Linked DNA regions of Mus musculus: region 2 is linked to region 1. A link is a contact called in public HiChIP or PLAC-seq data. All regions are on one chromosome and are shown on one strand. Each heading gives the region's core, a stretch centred on a gene start, on an enhancer-like site or on the middle of the called end of the contact. The rest is flanking DNA. Distances are from core to core; before and after follow the strand shown. Region 1 overlaps Nxn (nucleoredoxin). Region 2 overlaps Gm46288 (a long non-coding RNA gene).

Evidence for each region. HiChIP or PLAC-seq counts read pairs in DNA pulled down with a chosen protein or histone mark.
Region 2: an HNF4G HiChIP or PLAC-seq map of pancreatic cancer cells shows a contact between it and region 1. The contact joins two enhancer-like sites. A contact is called at or near these places in 9 of 484 Hi-C or Micro-C datasets (B cells, cerebellum, cerebral cortex and 2 more) and 2 of 115 datasets of contacts at active chromatin or transcription factors (T-cell acute lymphoblastic leukemia and pancreatic cancer cells).

Annotation. Positions count from the first base shown.
Region 1 is chr11:76,258,594-76,263,819 of GRCm38.p6, forward strand. It overlaps Nxn (nucleoredoxin), which reads right to left. Exons shown (of 8, transcript NM_008750.5): 6 at 4,415-4,594; 7 at 2,949-3,073; 8 at 1-154. Among named protein-coding and RNA genes, the nearest start is that of Mrm3, 17 kb to the left of the region's middle. Within about 2 kb of position 2,853, at least 88 of the 459 cell types and tissues checked have an H3K27ac peak or open chromatin away from gene starts, as enhancers often do. A contact at or near this core is called in pancreatic cancer cells, where this site is marked.
Region 2 is chr11:76,644,394-76,649,619 of GRCm38.p6, forward strand. The region is part of intron 1 of Gm46288 (a long non-coding RNA gene); the gene reads left to right. Among named protein-coding and RNA genes, the nearest start is that of Gm46288, 20 kb to the left of the region's middle. Within about 2 kb of position 3,293, at least 51 of the 459 cell types and tissues checked have an H3K27ac peak or open chromatin away from gene starts, as enhancers often do. A contact at or near this core is called in pancreatic cancer cells, where this site is marked.

The DNA of each region.
Region 1 (5,226 bases), core at 1,603-4,102:
CTAGGAAGTCATTCACAAAAGTCTCCACAATGGCTGGGGTGATCTCTTCTACATCCATCACGTACTTGGCCCGGGCTGACATGTCCAGAATGGTGAGCAGAGGCGCCGCCTCAGGCAGGTTGGTGTAATCTCTCAGGGAGTCAGTCATGTCATCCTGGAAGTCACCAGAAGGGCAAGAAAACCAGTACATTTTAACAAGAGAGTCTCCTGAGTCCAGTCCTTAGAGTGTATGGCACAGGGACAGTGTCAGCACACTGGGGGGGGGGGGGGGCTTCTATCGGGAGGATAAGGACCCTACCTTCCCTTAGGGAGAAGGATGAACAATTCCCCTGCATCCCACAGCCCAGGTTTCTTCATGAGCATGAAAGTGACTTTAACATGCCCTCTGCCTTTTAAAAAAAGGGTACAATTTTAAGTCCTAATCGCTAGGTTTTGCAACCAGCTCTCAATTCTTTGCAGCCCCACTGTGGATTATCTGAGGCTAAGTCAGGAATTCAACTCTGGAATCTTTTTCAACAACAGCTTACTGTCTCCCATGCCCTGTGTGAAGTGAAGGCAGGAGGAGTACAGCCAGCCTGGGCGCTACTCCACTGTGTTGGTCTAAGAAGCTGGTGCCTTGCCATGTAATCCCTGCTACTGGGCCGGTGAGTTCCCTCTGCTCAAACACCCCTCATCCAAACAAGCAAACAGGGCCAAAGACAAGGAAAAACTCTTATGGAGGAGCCACTATTTGAGGTGACCTTTCATGAGACAGACCTCATTTAGAGCCTGGTGGGAAATGGGACTTCACACTGTACAACATATAACACTCTAAATCTAATGAAAGGGTTTGAGTCGCTCGCCCAGCAGAGAAAGGGCTTGGGGTCTTCCTGGCCTTAAACAGGGGTGGAGAGAAGGAAGCATGAAACTTAAGCTCACTGGTTCCTCTGACAAAATCTATTACATTCCCAGACACTAAGGAGGGTTTCTGAGTGACATCTTCCCTTCTCATACCATAGCATACGCCTCCCGTAAGGCTGGATGCTTCTGTATCCTGGGCATGGATCGCCAGGTCCAGCCCTCCTCATGGGCTAATAGAACCCTTCACGATAAACAGAGGGAAGCACCTGGACAAACACTGTGCATATTATCCCTTCAGGAGGCCTGGACCAAGCCAAGAGCTCCAGTGCCTCCCCCTGAGCAAACCAGAGAGATGAATTTTAATGTTCTCAAAGGCTTTCAGATTAACCAGTGCTTGTCCCAAGCGACAGGACTGGGAAAGGACAACAAGAATTAAAGAACTCTCCCAGCCCTCGGCCACACTGATGGGAGCTCAGTTAATCAATGTCCACGTCCCACCTCCCTGTCTCCCTTCCCTTCTCCCCCAGGCCAGGTTATCTTGCTTCTGAGCGGAAGAACAGAGGGCTGGATCGAGTCAGTTGCCAAAGACTGACTGGTATCTCAGTGGAGCAATGGATGATGACATGGGGGACTCTGCCTAGCTTTCTGACACATGGGCAGCAGCCCCAAGTCTGTCTGTCCTTCTAGGCATGAACTGGTCCATTTGTCAGAAAAGGATGAGCCCTGTCACTGGAGTCACAGTAACCCCATCAGTTCCTTCTCTGCTACCTACTTTGTGGCCTTGGCAAGGGACATCAGTGGAGCCCAGATCCCATCCCTAACACCTAGGATGCTAAGAGAGGAAACCAGCCCCCGGTGCTCCCAGCCCTCCTCCCTGCTAAAGCCTATGTCCCTCATCTAGGAAACAGGATAATGAGTATTGTTCCCCGTGAGAGGGTGAAGAACAAAGGAGACCAGCAGGTGAAGTTCCTGGCAAGGCGCCTAGGGGACAGAGAACTTGCAAAGGCTTTTCAGCTGTGCTCCTGAATCCCCGCCTTGCCCCCGGCCTGGCCTTTCTCTTCTGCACCCATCTTTCTTAGGAGCTATTCTCCAGGGGTTAGAGTTTAATACATGCAGAGCTGCCTTGTTATGCTTTGTGTGGGGCGGCTGGGACCCCCCCAACTCTCCCCTGCAGGAGCCTGTGAACCCTCTTTGTTCCCCTCCACCCCAGAGCTGGGCAGGGCAACTGGGGCTGCCTGCAAGGGGCCCAGCAGGGCAGCCAGGGGTGGTTACTGAGGAGATGAATGGGTGGCTTAGGGTGTCTGTCTGGCCTCTCTTGTTTGTCTTCCTGTCCTTCTCTTGGGATCCAGTGTACAGGCTCTGACCAACTGGAGGTTCTGACCTGGGCAGGAAAAGCTGGAGGGTGGCCTCATAGAGTCTGTTGATGTGAGCCTCAGAGGGGTGCTGGGGTGGGGTAGAGAGGCAATGAGCATGTGCAGAAGGAGCCAGGAGAGCGCCTGCGCAGCCAATCACGGCCATCTTGCAGAATGCAGGTGCCTGTAGGATGCAGCCTCCCAGGCTTTCAGGGTGGCCGGGCACCTGCCATCATCTGACCCTGGGGATGTCCCCTGCTCAGTCTGGCACAGTGAGGGCTCAAGAACTAGGCCTTGAGAGCAACAGATGGGGGACAGCAGCAATTTCCAACCTCCCCAAGTGTCTTCAGCTGTGTTTTAAGTCGGGATCCCTGTGATGGCTAAGCCCGTGTTGCAGGCTGGCACAGTGGGATTAGCCAGGCTGGTACTATCTATGCAAAGCAGGGGCTGGTTCTGATCCAGCAGCACGGATGGGAGCAAGGATGTCTGTGCTGCTCTCAGCCGTGCGGGGGGTGGGGGGACGACACAGATCCGCTAGGGTTTCCTAAAGTTCTGAGGGCTGCTGAGTGAGAAGGAAGGGCGGGGGATACAGCAGGGATAGGAAGTGGTTTCTGATGACTAAGGGCACACCTTTTCCTCTTACATCTGCGTGTGGCACAATCAGCTCAGACCCAGAGGTCCCTTCAGACCTCCAGAAGCCAAGATCACTCATATCCTGCATGTACCCAGGACGCCAGGCCTGTCCTCCGCACTCACCTCCCCGGCCACAAAGAACAACAGCGGCGCCTCCTCTTCTTTGGCTTTGTACTTGGCAATGATCTTCTCAGCTATTGGCTGGATCAGCTGTTTGGCTGCCTCGGACTCTCCGTCGTCCTCAGAGTCTGTGACAGGGGAACAGAAAAAGAAGGACAAGCAACTCTAAATTGTCAAATCTCAGTGACCAGAGATGGGCCTGAGACACACTGGGCTCACTAGACACAAACAGCTCAGTGAGCAGTTCGAACCCTACCCACCAGCATGCAGCGCCTGCCATGAGGTTCTTCACAAACCTATACAGGGTTTGTATAGGTTGCTGCTCCCATGCCTACACCTGAGCCCCTAGGAGTGTTCTCCCAGTCACAGAGCCGAGGACTGTGGTCCCCTCTGCAGCTCTGGTGGTGATGGGACTCCACACCTGCTCCAAAGCTACCTGGTAGGCAGACCTGCTTGGGACGACCTGCAGGAGAACATGAGGAATGGCCACATGAGGCTGAGGCTGCTGAAGCCTGTGGTGGGAGTCAGCATAGCATCCTCACGAGGCACACAGAGGATACAGGAGTCTACCCACAGGTGTCATACTGCCCAAGAGGCTCATGGTGACCAGACACGATCTCTGGGGACACCTTCATCTAATTTACTATCCAACTTGTCCTGCTTCTCAGGGACTTGGTTTCCACATTTCTGGAGAAAGCCAAAATGTCCCGAATTGTCCCCAGGTTCAGAGCTCTTTCCAAACAGGGCCCAGGATGTGGGTGTGAGGACCTGCAACAGGCAAGACAACCCCACAGGAAAAAAAAATTCAAGACTGCTTCTCTGTGACAGGCCTTCCTACCTAAGACTGGCCCAGTCTGCTTATCAGCTCTGATGCTAGGGTCCCGAAACCAGACCCCAGAGAATGTAGCAAGGTGCTGAGGGTACTCCCCAGGCCTCCTTGGCCATGGGTGGTGAAAGCATCCTGAGTCATGCCACAGTCTGCAGGGATACTTTCCTATCTTTCTACTTAGCCACGAGACATAGCTTCTGAGGGTGAAGGAGCGGGGTTCCACCTGGTAGAGCCGGGCCAGCTCTAGTGGCTCCCCGGAATTGCTCATTAGAGCATAGGAAAGTGGCAGCAGGCCTGGATGAGCCTTAGCCCGAGGGGGCCCCACCCCCTACAGCTGCTATGCAAGCAACACCCTCCCCATCTCCCTTCCCAACAAAGGGTCTGTTCATGGGGGGCTGGGGCCATCTTCCTGCCTGACCTGTTGCCCAGCTGGCAGCAGGAGCAGTAGCTGCTCCAGACCACCGCCTGCAGGGGGATAGCCATGAATAAATCATTGGGGTCAAAAGCAAGGCTGCTAGGGAGACAAAGACCCCAGATCAACACTGTTAATGGTAGAGAGTGGCTGGGGGCAGGGGATACTATCTGCCTCCCATGAGAGGTCCATTCTGACCTGCCTTCCACTTTCCCTCCAGCTCCATACCTACAAAAAGGACGAGGCAGGGGCCCTCGTTGAGCTGCACAGCGTTGGAGTCAGAGAGCTCCAGCACGGGCTTCGGGTGCCACGGGAACTCCCTGCAGTCCTCGTCATTGAGCACCTCCACCCGACCCTGCCGAGTGATCACCTCCCCCTGCGGGTCCAGCACGATGAGCGTGGGGATGCCTGCAAGAGAGTCACGACGCTTAGCTGGCCATTGTCCTGAGACAGGGTGGAGCCTGCCTTCCAGATCAGGGACATTCACATTCTCACAGTAAGGATCCAAGCCAGGTCTGGTCCCGGAAGCCCTGGGCTAAAAGTAAGCCCAGTTGCTGACCAGCGACAGAACCGCTCCGGGTCTGTGTGGAGTCGCTCCAAGGAAAGCTGAGGGAGTCGGTGTCTTGGAGTTCTCTGGGGTGATACTGTGAAGGAGCTGGAGCCCCCCCTCCCCCCTATCCCAGCTCCATCAACAGCAACTGAGTGACAAACTCAGAGATCAGAACAACAGATACCAACACTCATTTAGTGTGCATGAGGCTTGGGGTCGGTCAATCCTGGTGTGCACACACATCTGTGTGCAGCGCATGCACTCTAAGTACAGATCCCCATGTGAACATGGGGTGGGGGTGGAGGTGGGGAAGCGCACCCCAGCCTGGTTTACAGCTGCATGTGGGCTTCCCACCTCCTTGCTCTTTGTATCCCACTCCCCACTGCTTCTCTTCTGGCCAGAGCTGCCACTCACACAGAGTCAGCCTCTGCCCTGACCTTTGGGGACACTTGTCTCTCCACTGGTAGCTGGTCCCCTCCCCAGTAGAGCT
Region 2 (5,226 bases), core at 2,043-4,542, 390 kb after region 1:
TAATTGTGTTCCTCGGGACCCTTGCTGGGGGCTATGGTGAGGAGACGCAGACTACAAATGACAGATAGTATTTGATTCACATCAGTGCACACAGCTGTAGCTGGTGTAATTGTGTGGTTGGAAAACGACGTCAGCCACAAAAGCAAAGCATTTAGTTGGGGTAAAATTTCAATACTCTGAAATCGTCAAGATCAAATTATTGGGTTTGTTGTTGCAAGAGTGAAGGGAGGAAAAATCACGGTGGCCTTTTCTTTGATTCATTTCACGTTCCAGCCCTGTTCAGAAGCCATAGTTTTGCATCATCAAATCATTTCCAGGACATCTATTCTGCCCTAGCAATGAGTCTGAGTTGCTTCGGGCCACAGTGATAGCCCTACCTCCCATCCCAAAGTGCCTCTGTAGGACCTGACATTTGTTTATCTGAAAGCAATGCCTGTCTGCTGGCGGCGTTGCCTATGCTGTTGGCCCTCACAGGGAACAGGCATCTTTCTTTACTGCTCCTGTAAGCAGCTATTATGCATAAAGATGAAAGCAAAAGCAAGCACCAGGCCTACCCTCGGATTCTGCAGCATCAAACCAGCAAGCAGGGGGATTGTTATGATTTCAACGCCATCCTGGAATAGAGTGTGAGGCCCTGTCTCAACTGAACCAAACCAAAGAAACTCCAACAAACACCACCAATTCCAAAAGCCCGCCTTTAGAATACAAACTGCCCGTCAGTGGGCTGTTTTCTCATTTCCTCCTTGTGAGACAACTAGACTCAGACAAACCCCGATGTCCAATCAGCGTGACCTTGGCAAGGTGGTCCTGTTTCATAGGAAGGATCGGATGTAGAGCGTAAGCTGGGGCTTCAAGTAATAGAACCCGAGGAAAGGTTGGGAGTCAAGTTCTGTGGTTGAATTTCAGGGGTGGGGGTGTTAGTCCAGCCAGCCAGCAACCTTCCTGTGTGGCGGGCGTGAAATTAACTGCCAACCCAGAGGAAGCTGGAAATTCAAGTTGCCCAGATTCATGTCTGCCTTCTACTGATTACAGTCTCTTTGAGGACAGGAACTGTGCCTTTTATGTCTGCTTCCCCAGTGCAGAGAGCTTGCTCAGTGCAGAGAGAGAGAGAGACAGAGACAGAGAGAGACAGAGAGAGAGAGACAGAGAGAGAGACAGAGAGAGAGAGACAGAGAGAGAGAGACAGAGAGAGAGACAGAGAGAGAGAGAAGAGCCTAAACTTGAATTTACATGAGTTACATGACTGCACTCATTTGTGCATTGAGTATTTCTGGGGTGTTTGTATCAAACGCTGTGCTGATTCCTGGAGACAGAGAACAGAAGATGCTCCTAGTAGCTGTGCCCGTGGGGTTTTTGATCCATGACAGGACACGGTAATGAAGTCTAAGGGAGATTGGAGGAGGAACAGTGGACAAGAGCTCATGTCAGACTGGGGAGAGGCACCCCGCCTGCTGTCAATGGGGTCTGCAGAACATAGAGCAACTGGAAGGAAGGCTTTCGGATCTGGAAGTCTTAGAAGTAGCTTAGATACCCTTGGTGGTGAAGCGAGCAGCGAGGAGCTGCTTTTAAGTAAAAAGATGAAAATAGTCGGAGCATGTGCCTCCGCGGCCTCTGATAGTCCGAGAGACCAAATGTGTGCAGAGATCGGCTTCCTTGCTGACAGCAGAGACAGAAGAAACACAGCGGGAGAGGAGAGCCATGCTGCTGGGCTCTCACAGATGGTCTAATGTGTCGTCCTGTAGCGGAGAGCGTCTAAAAACCGGCGGTGACGCGCCCTCTGCTGGACTAAGGCCGTTCTGCAACCAGCGGACTCTGTAAAGCTAGGTTGGACAGCGACAGGAAGGAAGCTCAAATCCAAACAGCATCGTCATATTATCCCTGCTGGTTCCTCCCAAAGACCAACTCAAACTCCCCAAAGGCTTACGTCTACATAGACAGATCCAGTATCTCGCTCCCCTAACCACCCGCAACTTCCCTACCGCCCAAGAACACAAACTTATAAGGAATGAATGATGGGTTAAAACTCCTCACTGTACTGGCCAAAATCATGATCTCCTTTAGTTTCTCAGTACCAGTATTGGACGCGCTCTTTGGAAAATACTGAACTAACTGGTTTGAGGAGCAGTCAGTAGTATTTATGAATATTCGTAAGGCTCTGGGTTCCATCCCCAACACCAAAGAGAGAGAGAGAGAGAGAGAGAGAGAGAGAGAGAGAGAGAGAGAGAATCTGCGTGACTTTATATAGACTTTGTAAGTGCTGGGGATGGAACTTGGGGACTCACAAGGCAAATGTTCTAATGCTAAGCCATAGCCAAGCATGATTATCTTTTCCTTGATTTATTATTTTGGGCGTTGGGGGTGGAACCCAGGGCCTTCAGCATGCTGAGAGTTGCTGTACTGCTGAGCTAGACCTCGGCCCTTTCACCCCCATTTTCTGCAGTAATGAGAAATGGATAATGATGCAGACAGCTGCAACGGCAAGGTCCATATCTTACTTATTGGCATCTCTGTTCCCAGGATTTTCTTAAAAGGTTTTAACGCCCGCCCCCCCCCCCCACTAATCTCTTCTAAACAGTGGTAATTATAAATCCCCAACAAAAACCCAGAGGCTTGTGTGCCTCTCTCAGGCTTTTCATTTTAATAGATCCACTAATTAAAAGGTATAATTTAACAAATAATGACCTAATCATCTCACTCTGAAATCAGACGGAAACCCACTACTAAAATGTTGGACTGGGTAGCGATAATGGATCCGGGCTCAATTCAGCCCCCTGCTGGGTCCAGCCTGGCCCTCTTCCAGCTGCCTTTGATTAGCTGCAATGGTTTTCCAAGCCATTTAGAGCACACCCACTAGAGAGAGGAGAAGTGAGCAATTTAAGGGGCTAAGTGGTTTTTTGGACCCACTCCCACTGCTGACAGCACAAGACAGAATGCTTACCCCTTCCTCACCCTTAGTCACCGTCACTTGGTCAATCCCGTTTTCTCCCCTTCCTTCTCTGCCCCCTGCGGGGAGAACGCTGCTTGAGCAGTGGGAAGCAGGAAGGGGTTGTGGCAAGGAAGAATAGCCACGAAACCAGGTGATGCCCCTCGTATCCAACATCGGAAGTGGTTAATGAAACAACAATAAGTCAGGAAGGCAAGATTGCTTCCCACCTACCCCACCCCCTCCGTTCGCTGGGAATAGGGCATCTGTGCCAGGTTAAAAATAGCCTTGTGTTCTGAAACCTCCCCCGCTGCCCGAGCTCACGCCAGTCTCCTGTGCCACCCAGGGCTCAGAAGGAACTCATTCTGCATGGCAGGAGAGCCTCAAAGGCTGGCCCCTTTCTGGAGTCCTAAGGAGACTGGGGACTTTGAAGACAGCAGGGAGTGGCAAAGGCTCCCTCGTGCGGCTGAGGCAGGAACTGCTAGATGAGACCCAGGAGGATACAAGGCCTTGTAGGGCTTGTAGGGTTTTGGGAGCAGTGTGCCTGCTCGAGGAAGCAGTTTCCAAGTCTTGCTCCGTTGTTCTGGTTTCCTTTCTGATCTTGTGATAAAACTCTCTGACCAAAAGCAACCTAAGGGCTTATTTCATCTTACATATATATGCAAGTCACAAGTCCTTCGTTGAGGGAAGTCAAGGCAGGAACCTGAAGTGGGGACTGTTTGCTAGTCCATGAAATACTACCTCTGACAAGGATATGAACTCATGGCCCAAGAAAGTACAGCAGGAGCCATGACAGATGCTACTTCCTAATTGGCCGACATGTGGTCTCATGCCTAGTTAGCTTTTATATATATATATATATATATATATATATATATATATATATATATATATATATAAAACCACCTGCCTAGGGCTGGTGCTGCCCACAGTGGGCTGGGCCCTCCTGCATTGATTAATAATAAAACATTCTCCCACCATCAGATCTAGACAGTTCCTCAGCTGAGGCTCCCCTCTTAAATGACTCTGTGTCAAGTCATGACTGTGTCAAGATGACAGTGGAAGCCAACTAGGACAGTTGTATTCCTATCCCCATGAGCATAGCTTGAAAAGCTACCTCCATTCATTTGTGGGGTTCAAGAAGGACACTAGCCTATCGGGTGGTGGACCACACCTTTAATCCCAGCATTCCTGAGAGGTGGCTTAGTGGATCTCAGAGTCCTCCTCCTTGCAAAGCTGTTAGTTTCTGAGGGGCCACAGCCAGTCTCCCTTCACTCTGTTGTGTGTCTGCTCTGTGGCTGTGAAGATAGTGGTCCTGAGACCCAGGCCTGTATTAGATTTTCATCATTGTAGTAAAACACCTGAGATGGGCTTGCTTTATAAAGGAAAGAGGTTTATAGGGCTGGGGAGATGGCTCAGTGATGAAGAGTTTTGCTGATCTTATAGAAGACGTGAGTTTAGTTCCCAGGACACACACTAGCAGGCTCACAATTGCTGTAACCCCACCTCCAGGGGACCCGATGCCTTCTTCTGGCTTCCAGGAGCATCAGCACACTGTGGCACACATCCACACACATCCATATACATAAATAAAAATCGATTTTAAAAATAGAGAAAAGAAGTTTACAGGCCTAGCAATGCTGACACCTTGGGGAAGGGCAGGCTCAGGAGACAGAGGCCAGTGTAGGGCTGCATGAGTCTCTCTGTCTTGGAAAGTCAAAACTAGGGCTGATAAGATGGCTTCATGGTAAAACATGCTTGCCTCTTGTAGTTGTTTCAATATGTTTGGCCCAGGAAGTGGCACCATTGGGAGATGTGGCCTTGTTGGAGGACATGTGTCACTATGGAGGAAGAACTCTGAGGTAATATATATGCTCAAGCTCTGCCCAGTGTGAGACACAGTAGTCCTCTCCTTGTAGAGCACTCAGCTCCTTCCCAGCACCGTGTCTGCCTGCGTGCCGCCATGCTCCCCGCCATGGTGATAGTAGACTAAAACCTCGGAATCTGTCAGCCAGCCCCAGTTAAATGTTTACCTTTATAAGAGTTGCCTTGGTCATGGTGTCTCTTCACAGCAATGGAAACTATGCAGACCTGATGACCAGAGGTCCATCCCCAGAGTGACTTAAAAGCCGACTGTGGGGGCTGGAAGGATGGCTCAGTGGTTAGAGCACTTGTTGTTGCAGAGGACCCAGATTTGATTCCCAGAACCCACATGGAGGCTCACCACCTCCTCGGGCATCAGGCACACAGGTGGTGCACAGGCCTACATGTAGGCAAAACACTCATACACATAAAATAATAAT